Linked DNA regions of Columba livia: region 2 is linked to region 1. Evidence: chromatin contacts called from public Hi-C data. All regions are on one chromosome and are shown on one strand. The core of a region is the stretch at or near the end of the contact, and the rest is flanking DNA. Distances in the headings are between cores, read along the strand shown. Region 1 overlaps ZDHHC15 (zinc finger DHHC-type palmitoyltransferase 15). Region 2 holds the start of SLC16A2 (solute carrier family 16 member 2).

Region 1 (3,800 bases), core at 550-3,049:
ATGTGCAATCTCCCAAATCTTTTGAGTCTTCCAACAATATGGTCTGATTTTTATAACCTTGCTGTGCCTCTGGGTGATGATCTGTGACCACTAGTGTCCCTTGGTCCCTCTGCTTCTCCAAGGAGCAACACATTGCAGTTGCAGCCATTAGATGCAAGACTATGGTCTCAAAATATGGGGCTCCCATCCCATGAACGATCTTTGTCTTCCAAGCAGTATTCTGGCAATTTATCACAGAACTGTGCCATTTTCAGTTAAAGAAAGATGTCTTTATCTTTTCTGTTAAACTTGAATGATGGCTTTTAAAATAACTGAAGGATTTTGAAATAATCAGGAGAAGTAGATATTGAGCGATGTTCCCTTTGCTCGTTGCTCTAAGTGGTTCTGTCATTAGGGACTGATCCATGGTTATGGTCTAGTAAGGAGTGCTTGTAAAAACTCTTCTAATAGCAAGTGTAAAAATAGAGTCATTCCAGTGTGTCCTTTCTTGCTGACGAGGCCAAAGCTGAGACAATTTGCAATGTTTTATTTATGCTGATGCAGAAATGCATCGGGGCATGGCTCACTGGGGAGGGTCCAGACCACTGAGGGACTGGCACAAAGCAGGGCACAAGTCACTAGCGGGTTATTTTTGCCATATTTCTAGTGTACAAATATACAAAATATATTTTATAACGAGGGAAAGTACAGCGTAAGTAACAGTTATCGAACATCTTGTTGTGGGTGTCATTTGCGTGAGTAAACAAGGAGTTGTTAAGGACGCTGCTGGTTTGATGCTAAACTGTGGGCTCTCTCTTTGTCAGTTGAGTTTGAACATTTTTCCCTGAACTGGCTGCATTTCTAATAGAAACATTATTTGTTGCAAATTTGCTGGGAATCCTATTTGCCCCGTAGACATTTTTATATTTATTTTTCTTTTTCAGTGACTCTGAGCAACCCTGTGGAAAAAGGTATGTGCATTGCATTTAGTATTTGACTTTTGGTCACAGATGTTCTAGTTAAAGTATCAGAGATACTTTCCATCCATTTTTTTAACTTGCATGCTCTTGCAGTGTTTCCTTGCTGTAATTCCACATTCATGAAGTACACAGCATGCGTTGTTACACATGCTATAACTTTGGATGTATTGGGAAATACCCCCATTTAGCCCCAGTGTAGCAGAAGAACATGAAAAGGCTTTGATCCCTTTTATGCTTTCAGAAAAAATGATTAATGTCTATACACCCCCACACCTTTTGCCTTTGTGTTCTACATTTTCAGATCCGATTTTACCGGCTAAACAGAAAAGACTGGGTCTGTTCTGTGGCCTGCCTATTGGTTTTTTCACTGTTTGATTTATCTCTCAGTGAAAGCTATTTTCGGTGGTTTTTGTAGGGAGGATTTTGCAGAAGATCTTTTGCTAGTTTCTGTTGACCGCTAATCACATATATACAGCAACAGGTATGTAACCGTATACACAGCAGCTTTCAGTTGCTACCACAGATGAGTTGGAGCAAAGGTTTCTGTCCTGATATTTGAAACTGTTTCAGAGAAACTATAGAAAGCATAATGTTAATGATGATTCAGCAGGAGAAGGTTATTCGGTGCCTAATCTACTGGTGTATCTCCAGGTCAGCTTCCTCTAACATGCTGCTGTGTTGCTTTATCAACAGAATTAAACCTGTTGCAAGGTTTATCTCCTTACATATTAATTTAAAAATGACTGAGCTCCACCTGCATGTAGTATACAGATAACATCTCAAACTTGAGAGCATAATAATGAAGTGTCATTGATTCACAGACCAGTCACACAATCCAGCACATTCCTGTGAGACGTATCAGATCGTTTGCTGTCTCATTAGAAAGTCTCGACCCTGTGTTTGGCCTTTTTACCAATTACGTTTTCACACAGTCTTGCCAGTCTTTCTACTAGCACTAGTTACTTTAAATCTTGGTTTTAGAATTTGAAGCGTAAATGGATCAGGGGAAATGAGGTTATTATGGTGATTAAATGGCATGTTTAAATAAAACTGTCTTGTAACTGACAATGACTGAGTGAGTTGAGTATTGAAGCAATAACAACCAATATAGTTTGTGCAGCGGAAGGGTAGCTGTGCTCTGGCTTTCTGAACCTCAGTATGCCCCAAAGCTTCAAAATAAAGTTTGAATATTGAACTAAGATCCCTCTGACGCATGCTGGGTGTCATGTGCTAATGTGTCTAGTGGATTGCAATTCTTTCTCAGTAATCACAAGACCTGTTTTGCTCAATTTGAGGGGTGTTTTCCCGGTCTGTTTTATTGCATCAACTGTGGCAAATCTAAAATGTTGACCAGGAGACTGGATTTCTTTTTGGCGATGTAAATCTCTGCTAGAGCATGTTATTCCTCTCAGCTCTCGCAAGTGGTGGAAAACGCGTTGCTGATGTTATGGTACTGTGATTCACAACTGAACCCCAAATTTGGAGACGCTGGAGTATTGCAGGGTGAACCTTGATGCTGCTCAGCACCAGCCAGTTCTGCTTTGCCTGTGCCTGGGACATGGGGACAGGATTCCTGTCGTTCCGGGGGTGCAGGGTTGTCACCTGCCCTGCAGGTGACATCTCTCACATCTGACACATAATCAGAGCGGGTGCAGAAGGGGAGGCTGCGAGACAGGTAATGCCCAACTGCAGCCACAGATCGCTGACATTTTACTGACTCTCAGACCATAAGGTTTCGCTGTCTTCTAATACTGTAAATCTTTCTTTTTTCCTTTTTTTTGGTCATTGTTATGAAACATTGAAAGTATGCCCCTCATGAATGAAGCTTTAACCTAAGAAGTCTTTGTTCTGCTTCTGTTTTTTGTTTTGTTTGTTTATTTCTTTTTTTTTTTTTTTTTTTAGTGGCCTATCTTATAATATTCCATATTCTCTTTGTGCTCTTTGTGTGGACGTATTGGAAGTCTATTTTTACCCTCCCAGAGCAGCCAGGCAAAAAGGTAAGAGCCCAAGCCCTTCTCATTCATTGCAGAACAAAAGCAGGGATGCTAACGAGAACTCAGAAACCCTTCAGCCTAGTCGGGCTGGACAATGGATTGGATGAGAAATGACCTAGAGTTGTCCCTAAAAACGGAGTAATCTGAGAATCCTTTAACTCCCCAAAGAGCACGACTTAAAGTGGAGATGGTGTTGACTTTTAAAGCTGCTTTCTCATGTGCTCCAGCAGTGATAGTGAGGGACAGGAGAACCGTTGTCCTTTAAAACGCGCTGGGATTCATGCAATGAAGACTGTGGCTCTGTACGTTGCACGTGACTTTTAATGTAGTGCCAGGTATTCCCGTAGCTCCAGTCCTTGTACTTCCATGGTCAGCAGCTCAAAAATGTAAGAGAAACAAATTTAACGTTATACTATGGTAAAGAGAAACTGGGGTTCACTGTGACAGAAGTAGATTGTTTTGTGAATGATACTTTTAGTTATGGGCTTGGTATTGGTTTTTGAACGTAGGTTGAGTGTGCTTCAGTGGTTTGAGCACAGGACAGTCGGAGGCAGACATTAGTTTCCATTCTCTCTAAATATTTACTTTTTAATGTTGCTCAGATTGGTGGATTTTTTTATTTTTTGCATTTGTTTTAGTTCTTTATGAAATACTAATGCAACACTATGATTGGAGCAACATAACGAGGGCAACGTTTGTTTAGCACTCCAAATATACATGACCATAACTGGATCCTAATTACAAGAATGTCGATTTATAAATAACAACTAATCCCAGTTTTAGAATATAAAACTGTGGCTGAGGACAGATTCTTGCTTACAGTGTCCTTATCATGGTTAGTAATGTT
Region 2 (3,938 bases), core at 448-2,947, 350 kb after region 1:
AATGGATACAACTCGGAGGAAGCGTGTCGGCAAGACATGCTCTCCTGCAGCCACCCCAAGCGTGGTCCAGCAGAAAAGGCAGACAGACATACGGCTTGAAAAACCCATAACAAAATAACAATAATAATAAAAAATAGAAGGGGTGGCTCACACACATCAGCTAATTCACCAGCGATGCTCTCCTTACTCCAAAACGCACCAGGCAGGACAAGCTAAGGGCATGCTTTTCAGATGAATTACTTTTAATTGAGTACATAGGAGCTTAGAAACACATGATGCTGCTGGAGATAAATATAGCCACGACTACGAGGATGGAGGGGGCAGGGAGTAATCGCGGTTCAACGCATCCGAGAAGGAGCTTCCAGCCGCACCAGCTCCCCGGTGTGCTCGGGAAGGCAGAGCCGGCCGAGCCGCTGCACCTTCCCGCGCCGCGGCCCCGCTCCCCCAGGCGGTTCCCCGGGGCTGACAGCTCCGCTTGTACAAGCCCCGAGCGGTGCTCGGGCACCCCCTGCTCCCCCTTGCTCGGGCCGGGAAGGGACCGTGGAGCCCGTACCTGTTTTGAACTCCAGCGCCGGGTCCTTCTCCCCGTCGCCCAGGTCGCTCTGCAGCATCACGTAGATGATCCCGAAGGAGTTGTTGATGCCGAAGATGGAGCCGTTGCACCAAGCGGCGGCGAAGACCACCACCCAGCCGAAGCCGCCCTCGGGGGGCTGGAAGGGCGCGGCAGCCCCGCTCGGTCCCGGCTCGGCCCCGGCCCCATCCCGCGACTCGCCCTCACCCTCGCCCGCTGCCGGCCCCTTCTCGTCGCGCTGCGCCATCGCAGCCGCGCTCCCGCCGCCGCCCGCCGCCCGACTGCCCGGCAGCCGGTCCCACATGCCCGCCGCCCCCCCCGGCCGGCCCCCCCTCCCGCCCCCTCCTGCCGCAGCCTCACTCCCCGCCTCCCCTCCGCCGCCTCCATCCTCCTCCTCCTCCTCCATCGCGCCGCTCAGTCCCTACCTGCGGCGGGGGCCGCCCGCGCACACAACCCCCCCTTCTCCCACCGTGCCCCCCCCTTCCCCGGGCCGGGCCAGCCGCGGGCGGCGCTTCCCCGACGTCAACGGCGTTCGCCGCCCGCCCGCGGGCCTTAAAGGCGTCCCCGGGCCCGGCCGCGGCCCCGCATCGCCCGCCGGGCCGCCGCACCGCCGCCGCATCCTGCAAGCGGGCGCAGACCCGGGGCGGGCCGCCGTCAGCACCGCCCTCGCGGGGCCCGGCTGGGCCGCTGATCGTCCCCGCTGATCGTCCCCGCTGATCGTCCCCGCTGATCGTCCCCGCTGTCTCCCGGTCCGGGAGAGCCCCGGCCCTGCGCTCCGGCCCCCCGGCTGCGGGAGCATCCCGCGAGGAGAAAGTGCCCGGCGGGGAAGTGCTGGGAGGGACAAGAGGGCCCCGCGATGGCCGCGGCTCGCTCGTGCTGATGCTACTGCCCTCTGCCCCGGCCGAGGTAAACGAAGCACCGGGAGAAGCCCGAGGCTGTGGCAAAACGCGGCCCAGGCGCGGCGGTTTATTTAATTTCATCCGGTTTTGCAGGTGGGATTATTGGCTCGCCAGCATACCCGACGCTGAAAAGTTTTGAGAGCGTTTTTGTAAAAGCAGCCCAGAGCTACACAAGCTTCTTGCTGCGGGGTGGCAAGGCAAGGAGCCTGCAGCTTAATCCCATCAGCAGGATGTTCCCCGGGGCTGTGGGTCACCCCATGTCACCTCGGCATTGGGGTTCGCCGAGCAGGACAGGCAGGCTAGTGGTGGCCATACAAACTCGGCAGGGAGCTGCTCTCTTGCCTCTCTCATGTTTTGCAATAAGCTCTGCCTTTTCTTTCAATAAATAATTACAAACCCACCAATATATTAAAGCCTGTCTTTTCACACGCTGAAGGTATTTACACTTTAGTACATGCCAAGTCTAAGTTATTATTCTTTCTTTACCCTAATGGCTGTGTCAGTGTCAGATTCCTATCAGAGTAAAATAATACATCCCAGCCTCACGCTGTTCTTTCTTTACCTCCAGGGGCATGAATTACCAGCACCTGGTGAGGCAGCAGGGCAGGCTGGGGAGCCGGAGGGGAGGTGACAGGAGGGCCCCCATGCCAGCACCATCTCCCCACTTCTCCTGCTGCTGGAGAGCAGCACCTAGCCATGGGCAGGCGGGCTTGGAATGTGTTTGCCTACGTGCTGTGGCTCGCCGGGCTTGGCGAAGACCCTCTAGGACATTGCTACAGCCAGAAAAGCCTCTGCTTGGCCTGCCTGCTTGTGCTTGACTGCAAATCACTGCCAGATCTGTGACTACTCCATAGCCATCCGCTTCCTCCCACCCAGGGAATGAGTGGTTGGTTCTCCCCAGCTTCCAGCAGCCTGAGTGTGGGTTGGCGAGACCTGAGGCAGAGGGGTGCAATGGTGGGAGGCAAAGAAGTGGCCTCCTCCCCTCACCTTCCCTCTTCGCTGCCACGCCGACTGATGAGCCCAAATCCTGCCTACCCAGCGGGGTGCCCGGCGGTAACGTCACACTCTGGTCAGCCTCGCTGCTGGAGGAACTGCATTTTTATTTCTCTTCCTCTCTGGTGGAGTCTCCTCCCCGGATCCCCATCTCCGCAGCACGGCTGGGAGAGGCTTGGGAGGTTTGGGAGCATCTTCCACTGCCCTCTGCCGACACGAAGAGCTGTAGCGCTGAATTTTAATAACCATTTTGCCATAGGGCCAACTGGATTTGCTGGCCTGCTGATTTTATTTTGTTAAACCCCAGCAATCTGAGAGAGAAAGGGGTTGGGGTACTCCAGGCTGTGCACAGGGGAGCTGCACCTCAAAATGCTAATACCTCACAGCAGCAGAGCTGGGACTGGATTAAAAAGAGCAAAGAAAGAGGTGGGAGAGCCCTTTGCCATAAGACACATCATCTCACAGGGACTTTCCTCTCCAGAGGTGCAGAAGGCTCTTGGGAAGCGGGGAGTTAATATTACTTTGGACTGTGAGCCAGACACAAAACCACTGGGCAGCACCTCTCCTGGATGTTGCTGCGTGCTGTATTGATGGAGCTTTTTCTGGTGCTGGCTGTGCCAGGAATCACTGCAGCTTTCTGGGCTGGGCTGAACAACTCCAGTGGACAAGGGGGTAAAATCATGGAGGGGGCAATAAGTGAAGGGGGGTTAAAGAGTGAGCTGGTGGAGGCTTCATCCAGGAGGGAGCTGCAACCTGGAAAGCTCTGGCATCATCAGGCAGAAATGGCTCTGCTCACTGGTGTAAGACCAGCTTTTATTTAGGTTGAAGCATCACACCCAAAGTGTTTGCAGCTCTGTAATCACATGCTGAATAAAATACTGAGAGAAAAAACAGAGAAAGCTGCTCTTCCGTGATTGCAATTGATGAGAAAATATCCCCCTGTGTCTGTGGCTTGGCTTACCTCAAAGCCCCTAGCCTGCTGGCTTGGTAAGGGATGTGGTGGATGGCTGTGGCCAAGCTGTGCTCTCCAGGACCTGCATCTGATGTCCTTGGGGAGCTGGCAGGCAGTGCCTTGTGTTGCAGTTGATGGGTCTCTGGTTGCCCAGATAAAGAATGACTGTCAGCAGCTTGTTGCTTGTCTCTGAACTGTAGTGCCTCTGCCAAAGGGATTGGCATCTACAAAATGTGTGTGTTTGGTTTTGTGAAAGGGGACAAGTGACTGAATGGCAATATCTTATGCAAGCACCTTGGGAAGTGTCATGGTGGGATGTGGCCTCTGAGGACAACACAAATTCCTGGTAGGTGTGCAACCTGGCTTTGTTTTGGTGGGTGTTGCACAGTGGCATGGGGACACATAGGGCTGTCCTGAAGAGATAACATCGCTGACAACATCTGCTGCTTGGCCAAAAGCATCGAGAAAACAACTCCTGGCAGATACATTCACGTGCTGGGCACAACCCCTTCTCGTCATTAGC

The links. A called contact is a pair of places that touch in the nucleus more often than the background predicts.
Region 2: a contact with region 1 is called in a Hi-C map of crop, with 3 times the contacts expected there. The contact joins the promoter of SLC16A2 here to the enhancer-like site in region 1. A contact is called at or near these places in 2 of 2 Hi-C or Micro-C datasets (crop and liver).

What each region holds. Positions count from the first base shown.
Region 1 is chr12:18,230,287-18,234,086 of bColLiv1.pat.W.v2, forward strand. It overlaps ZDHHC15 (zinc finger DHHC-type palmitoyltransferase 15), which reads left to right. Exons shown (of 12, transcript XR_010475730.1): 2 at 924-950; 3 at 2,862-2,956. Among named protein-coding and RNA genes, the nearest start is that of ZDHHC15, 4.7 kb to the left of the region's middle. Within about 2 kb of position 1,800, at least 1 of the 3 cell types and tissues checked has an H3K27ac peak away from gene starts, as active enhancers do.
Region 2 is chr12:18,581,272-18,585,209 of bColLiv1.pat.W.v2, forward strand. It overlaps SLC16A2 (solute carrier family 16 member 2), which reads right to left and starts at 1,698. Exons shown (of 7, transcript XM_065078014.1): 1 at 997-1,698; 2 at 554-710. The coding sequence starts at 1,551. LOC110354974 (a long non-coding RNA gene) reads left to right here and starts at 1,269. Exons shown (of 2, transcript XR_010475734.1): 1 at 1,269-1,477; 2 at 1,564-1,883.